2 separate regions of the Sus scrofa genome follow, and region 1 is linked to region 2. The links are chromatin contacts, called in public HiChIP or PLAC-seq maps. All regions are on one chromosome and are shown on one strand. Each heading gives the region's core, a stretch centred on a gene start, on an enhancer-like site or on the middle of the called end of the contact. The rest is flanking DNA. Distances are from core to core; before and after follow the strand shown.

Evidence for each region. HiChIP or PLAC-seq counts read pairs in DNA pulled down with a chosen protein or histone mark.
Region 1: a contact with region 2 is called in an H3K27ac HiChIP or PLAC-seq map of alveolar macrophages. The contact joins the promoter of TAOK2 here to the promoter of C3H16orf54 in region 2. A contact is called at or near these places in 3 of 5 promoter capture datasets (fetal liver, fetal skeletal muscle and liver), 1 of 47 Hi-C or Micro-C datasets (embryonic fibroblasts) and 2 of 2 datasets of contacts at active chromatin or transcription factors (alveolar macrophages and skeletal muscle).

What each region holds. Positions count from the first base shown.
Region 1 is chr3:18,176,390-18,179,605 of Sscrofa11.1, forward strand. It overlaps TAOK2 (serine/threonine-protein kinase TAO2), which reads left to right and starts at 1,958. Exons shown (of 18, transcript XR_002342897.1): 1 at 1,958-2,924. It overlaps TMEM219 (insulin-like growth factor-binding protein 3 receptor), which reads left to right. Exons shown (of 7, transcript XM_021088010.1): 6 at 5-174; 7 at 1,348-1,445. The coding sequence ends at 142.
Region 2 is chr3:18,012,669-18,015,904 of Sscrofa11.1, forward strand. C3H16orf54 (transmembrane protein C16orf54 homolog) reads right to left here and starts at 1,613. Exons shown (of 2, transcript XM_003354555.4): 1 at 1,459-1,613; 2 at 1-710. The coding sequence starts at 710. The coding sequence ends at 45.

The DNA of each region.
Region 1 (3,216 bases), core at 708-3,207, 160 kb after region 2:
CTAGGAGGAGCTGGCTCTGTGTGGCTCCAGGCTGCTGGTTTTGGGCTCGTTCCTGCTTCTCTTCTGTGGCCCTCTCTGCTGTCTCACTGCTCTGTGCTTCCCCCCGCGCCGGGAGTCCCACTGGTCTAGAACCCGGCTCTGAGGGCACTGGCCTAGTTCCTGTCTCGTTCTCAGGTAAGGTTCTTTGCCTCAGTCCTGTGGGAACAGGGTATGGGGCGGGGGTGGCAATTCTAACTGAGAAAGAGCCATTCCTAAACAATATGGTTTGGCTTTACTTATTTCTGTGCCTTATATGGGTGGACTCATATTCTTTTGTGACTGACTTCTTTTGGTTAAACATTCTGATTTTAAGATTCATCCATAGGTGTAGTTCTCATCCAGGCTTTTTGGCATCAGTGGTGAATGAAGAGGGTTCAAATTTGATATGTTCTGGATATGAATTAATGTTTGTTTTGCATTTGTCCTAAAATTCTGATACCCTGTTTTATGATGCAAATTTTGTAAAATTCATTTTGAACTGCTCAAAGGAATTGATTGATGATTCCATTTACTGGGCACATACTACGTGCCCAAGGACTTCACATGCATCTTCTCTTTTTCCATTAGCCATCATTCCATTTAGATAAAGTTGATTCTGCTAGCAGGGTCTTTGGAGGGAACACATCTTCCAAAGTGGGAGTGTGGGACATATTGGACTAGTTAGTGGGTCAGCTCATTATGGTTAAAATATATATATATATATCCTGTAAAAAAATCTCACCCTTTCAGGTGAGTCTCATATAATTTGAAAATGAGTCATATATTGTACACCCAGCTCCTAAACTGTTCTCAGCTTGCTGGCTGCTGTGCCTTAGGAAATAACTGCGAGAGAAGAAGAAACAGCACAGGCCCAGGGAATGGCTCTGACGAAAGGATTTAGACCCTCAAGACTTACCTAGTTTTCTTCTTTTTCCTTTTCCTTTTTTTTTGGGGGGGGGGGGCTCTGCCTGTGGCCTGTGGAAGTTCCCAGGCCCAGGTATCAAACCCATGCCACATCAGTGGCCCACACCGCTGCAGTGACAAAGTGGGATCCTTAACTTGCTGTGCCACAGGAATTCCGCGACCACCTACCTGGGATGGAGAAAGGCGGATCCCTCTCAGCCTTTCTTAGATCTGAGCAGACTGGAAAGGAAGAGTTTCTGACTCCTGGCAGATCCTGGGGTCCTGAGGCCATCTCAGTTGGCATAAGTGCCTGTACCTATCTCTAGTTGTCACTTCCTCTGCTCCTTCCTCAATTTCTACAGCCATCCCAGAGCTTCCTCCACGGGTCCTCTGACCTGCCCTGTTTTTTTATTTTGTTCTCTTCAGGTGTGAACTTCTTGGGTCTTCGTTCGGAGTTGGAAGAGATGTTACAAAAAGTGGAGAGCTGGAATGTGGGAGGAAATAAAAGGCTTTTTTTTTTGCCCAGCGTTTCCCAGGGTGTTCATTGGGAATTGGATTAAGGTGGGAGTTTTAGGGTAGAGGGGCTTGCGAGGTTTTGGCGGATTTTTCCTTGTTGACTCTCTAGTTTGGGATACAGGTCGGTATAGGGCATAGGTTACTGCAGCTCTCGGGTATGGTCATGGAAATGCTTTGACATAAGTGCAGTGTGACCTTGTGCACGTCATGCTGCAATGAAGAAATATGACAGAATTTTACCAGCAAAGATTCCTCGAACTTGGTAGCCCACGTCCCGGCTGGATAGTTACTAAGCAGGACAGTCCGTTTTCCCGCCTTTTCCGCGCCCAGCAGCAGTCTTCCCTTACCCCTCCCAACCTCTACCCTGCACGCAGGCGCAGATCGCAGCTTCTTATTTCCTGCCACCCGCGCCCCCTCAAAGCTTCCCCTAGCAACAAGCTCGGGCTCAGCGCTAAGGCGGGGCGGGCGCATGCGCCGCAGCCCTTTCCACCACCAGTTGTCGGACAGCGCGCTGGGCTCCTCCCCCTCCAAGACTGGCCCTTCTCCCGGCCTCCTCCCACCCGGGGTCCGCGTGGCGGGGCGCGCGCGCACTCTGGCTGGGTTACTGCCCAGCTCCCCGGCCGCAGCGGTAAGGGGAGGGGGCGGGACTATTCCCTTCTGAGCCCCGCCCCCTTGGCCCGGCGTCTCTACCGCGCCTGCGCGCTCCCGCCCGGTCTCCATCTTGGAATTGGGAGGAAGAGGGAGAGGGAGACCGGGACGAGACCGGGGCTGTGGTGCGGAGAGAAGCTGAGACTGAGAAGAGGAGAGGGAGAGAGGGCACGGGGACCGCCCTTAGCTACAATCTTTCCGCTATCCTCGGGAGAGAGAAGGGGAAAGGGAGGAGGCCGGGGCGGGAGTGGAGGCTGTCACCCTCGGACCCCGGCGTGAGAGGGGCCGTGCGGTCGACCGTCCTCGGGGTAGGCCCCCTGTCGGTGGCCGAAGACCTGGGGCTCAGTCCCTTCGGTCTCGAATTTCCGGGCTTGACCCCACGCTTCTCAAATATCCGGGTATCAGCCCCTCAGATTTCAGATATCCGGGACTCGGGTCCCAACCTCTCTAAACCTGGGGCTCTGTTTCATAGAATTTCAAATATCTGGTGTTCAGGATCCTGCGTGTACCAGTATCCGGGGTTCATTCCCCACTAGTTCAGATATCAGATTCAGCCTCCCCCCGTTCAAATATCTGGGGCTCAGACCCCACAATCAGAAATCCGGGATTCAGCAACTGTCGCCCTCGAGGAGGAGGAGGACTGGACCGCGAGGTCAGATCAGGTTGTCACCCCCTCCCCTCCACGGGAGGCTTCCCGGGCCCGCCCCTCAGGAAGGGCGAAAGCCGAGGAAGAGGTGGCAAGGGGAAAGGTCTCCTTGCCCCTCTCCCTGCTTGGCAGAGCCGCTGGAGGACCCCAGGAGGAGGCGGAGGCGCTGGGGCACCATAGTGACCCCTACCAGGTGAGACACGGGGTGCAGGGGCGCGGGTCCCTGTGTCTAGCTTGAGAAGAAAGGGTGCTTCTTTCTGGGAAGCTGGCCCTGGGTAGGCCCTGTCCTCAGGATGGGGAAGCCCAACGGGGCCAGTGGTCAGCCTCTGACTAGCCTTGCCTTTTGCTGCCACCCTCTTTCCCTTCCTCTTCCCTTCATTATTGCCTGGTTGCTGGGGGACCTCAGGTGACAGGGTCTCCGATGTCACCGGGGGTCATACCCTAGGGTGCTTGAGCTAATCGGATGGGTTTGTGCCCTTCTGGTC
Region 2 (3,236 bases), core at 363-2,862:
AAGTCTCAGAGGCCTCTGGGGGCCAGTCCTCCAGGCCCTGGGGGTCAAAAACCCACGCTGGTCCGGCCTTCACGCCTCCAGAAAGCTGAGATCTCCTCCAGGGTGACCCGAGGCTGGAGGCCCCACTCGGGATCAGGGCTTCCTGGCCGCTGCCTCCGGGCCTGGGGGCTCCCCAGGTACCCACTGGCCTCTGGCCTCTGTTCAGGCTCGGCCCAGCTCACCAGGCCTGGGGCGTGGGGCCTCTCTTCCCAGACCTGGGGCCTCCAGAAGGTGCTGCGGGCTGGGGCCTGGGGCGGGGTCTGGGGGACCAAGGAGTTGCGAGGGGAGTTGGGGGCAGGTGGAGCTGTAGCTCGTGCCTCCAAGGTGCCCCCCAAGGTGGGTGGGTCTGGGGCGCGGTCCATCAGCAGGGGGACTGAGGAGCCATACCAGTCCTCCGAGCGCTCTCGGGGGGTGCCTGTGGGTTCGATCCACAGTTCTCCCCCCGGGCGCCAAACCAGGGTGGGCGCGAGGGTCCCCGGGTCTGGGCGGAGGGAGCGGCGGAACAGGCGTTCGGCCAACACGGCTGTGGTCAGGAGGAAGACGGCGGCCAGGGCGGCCAGGACCAGCATGATGGGGACGCAGGGCCCACAGGGCAGCGGGGGCCATGAGGAGGCTGCCAATGCCAGGGGCTCCTCCATGGGCCCGGAGGGCTGCTCTGGCGTCGGAGGCATCTGGAGAGGCAGAGAGAGGAGAGACAGGGCAGGAAGCGTGTGAGACAGGCTTGGCACATCTTGCGGAGGAGGGGGCAGCGGGTGTGCACAGAGTGAGGAGAGAGACAGCGGGGAGCAGGGCTTGGGGACGGCTGGCTGAAGAAACCACCCCAGGCAGACAAAGGAGCCAGGAGGACCCCGAAAGGGCAGGGGGGAGTCAGATGGCCAGAAAGATGGGGCTGACCTGGGTCTGCAGCCAGGCCCTCCTGCTCGGCATCCTCAGCCCCGTCCCTGAAGCCGCACGGTCCTCCCAGATTCCAGGGTGCCTCAGACAAACGTCCAAGGGCCCCAAGGTCTTCGTCCCTCCCCCTGCCGGCCCCACCCCCACCATCTCAGCCCCTTCGGGTCTTCTTAGAAGAGGAAGTTGCTGAGTGAGGAACTGAGAGCCTCCATTCCCAGCTCTGCCCAGCATGTGTGTCCCGCTCCTGGCCACTTTCACCTCCTCCACCTCGGTGGCACCCTGGACGCTCCTTTGCCCTCAAGTCCCTCGGGAGTTGGTCTTGCTCTCTGCAGAGGCTCCCCAGGTTTGCTGTGGTGCCTGGTCTCAGGTGCCACCTCTGCTCCTGTCCCTGCCTCTCCGGCTCTGCCCAGTCTCTGCCCAACTCTGTCTCCCTTGTTTGTCTCGGATGGCCTCTCTCTGGCCCCAGCAACTGCCGCCCCCCCACCCCCCGGCCGCATTTGCAGGGGCCTCCTGCCCGTTTCACCTCACCTCCAATGGTCCCTGAGCTCCTGGCTCTCCCTCAGAGCCACCCGTGCCTGTGTGAGCGGAGGACGCCGGGCAGTTGCCTTAGATGAGGGCGGAAGGGAGGGCACCACCTGTTGCTGGGCAACTGTGCCCTGGATCCCCCAGCCACCCCCGCGGAGCGTTTCCAAGGCAACCTGGGGGGATGTGGTCACCGCTGTGGGGAGGTGTTTCCTGGCAAGAGGTGGGGCCGGAATGGGCAGCGGCTCTGTGAACTCAGTGTCACCCCATAGTCAGGTCCCTGGCCCCAGGACATCTGCCTGGAAGCCAGGAAAGAGAGACAGCCCATCCAGGCCACCAAGGTGCCTCGTTCTGCCTGCTCGCATGGGGGTGCCCTGTTCCTGCCCCGCACAGTCAGCCCCACCAAATCCACTCCTGCTCTCTGCCCCCCATGCCCTTGTGCATGCCCCGCTTTCTCCCTGCTTTACATAAACATACATCTCCTTGTCTTCAAGCCTTTTAGCCACAATTTTGGTTGGAAAATGTCTGTGAGATAAGGCTTGGGTAGCAAAATATCAAGCCTCTAGGAAGGATGTAGGCTAGAAAAACATGCTTAGGGAGTTAAGAACCCAACTAGGATCCATGAGGATGCGGGTTCCATCCCCGGCCTTGCTCAGTGGGTTAAGGATCCAGCATTGCTGTGAGCTGTGGTGTAGGTCACAGACAAGACTCAGATCTGGCGTTGCTGTGGCTTATGGTCGGCTGGCAGCTGTAGCTCCAATTTGATGCCTAGCCTGGGAACTTCTATACGCCACGGGTGCGGCCCTAAGAAAAGCAAAACAACCAAAAAAAAAAAAAAAAAACCATGCGTAGGCCTATCTCCAAGACCCTGAACATTTGCCATCTCAGCTCCTTTCTCCTGGCGCTAAAGGTCGAAGGAGCTGGGGCCGGGGTGGGAGGAAGAGCATCCGAGCCTGGATTGGAGGCCTTTCAGAGATGATCTCCTTCCACTCACTCCCTGACAAGTGACCAGTAAGCCCCGAATTAGGGAGGTGTTGTGCCCTAAGTCACACATGTCAGAGGACAGGGGATGCATAGACATGAATTATTCATCTGGCAAATAACCTCTACATAGCACCGGTATTCCTAGGTATTACTTTTTTTTTTTTCTTTTTAGGGCTGCGCCTGCGGCACATGGAGGTTCCCAGGCTAGGGGTCAAATCAGAGCTACAGCTGCCAGCCTACGCCACAGCCACAGCAACGCCAGAACCAAGCTGTGTGTGCGACCTACAGCACATCTCCTGGCAACACCGGATCCTTAAGCCACTGAGCAAGGCCAGGGATCGAACCCGCATCCTCATGGATCCTAGTCAGATTCGTTTCTGCTGAGTCACGATGGGAACTCCAATATTTTTTTTAAATTGGGTGTTCGTTGAGTTTAGGCTTAGGTTTCAATCCTTTTTTTCTTTCTTTCTGTTTTGGTATTCATATTTTGTTGTGCAAAATGACAGCCAGAGAATGTAAAAGGCTACCAAAAATATGTGGCTGTGTAAATGTCTCTCAAAAGAGGGTCACAGGAGTTCCCGTCAAGGCGCAGTGGTTAACGAATCTGACTAGGAACCATGAGGTTGCGGGTTCGATCCCTGGCCTTGCTCAGTGGGTTAAGGAACCGGTGCTGCTGTGAGCTGTGGTGTAGGCCGGCGGCTGCAGCTCTGATTTGATCCTTAGCCTGGGAACCTCCATATGCCGCAGGAACGGCCCTAGAAAAGGCAAAACAGAAGAAGAAGAAAAAAAAAGAGTCACAA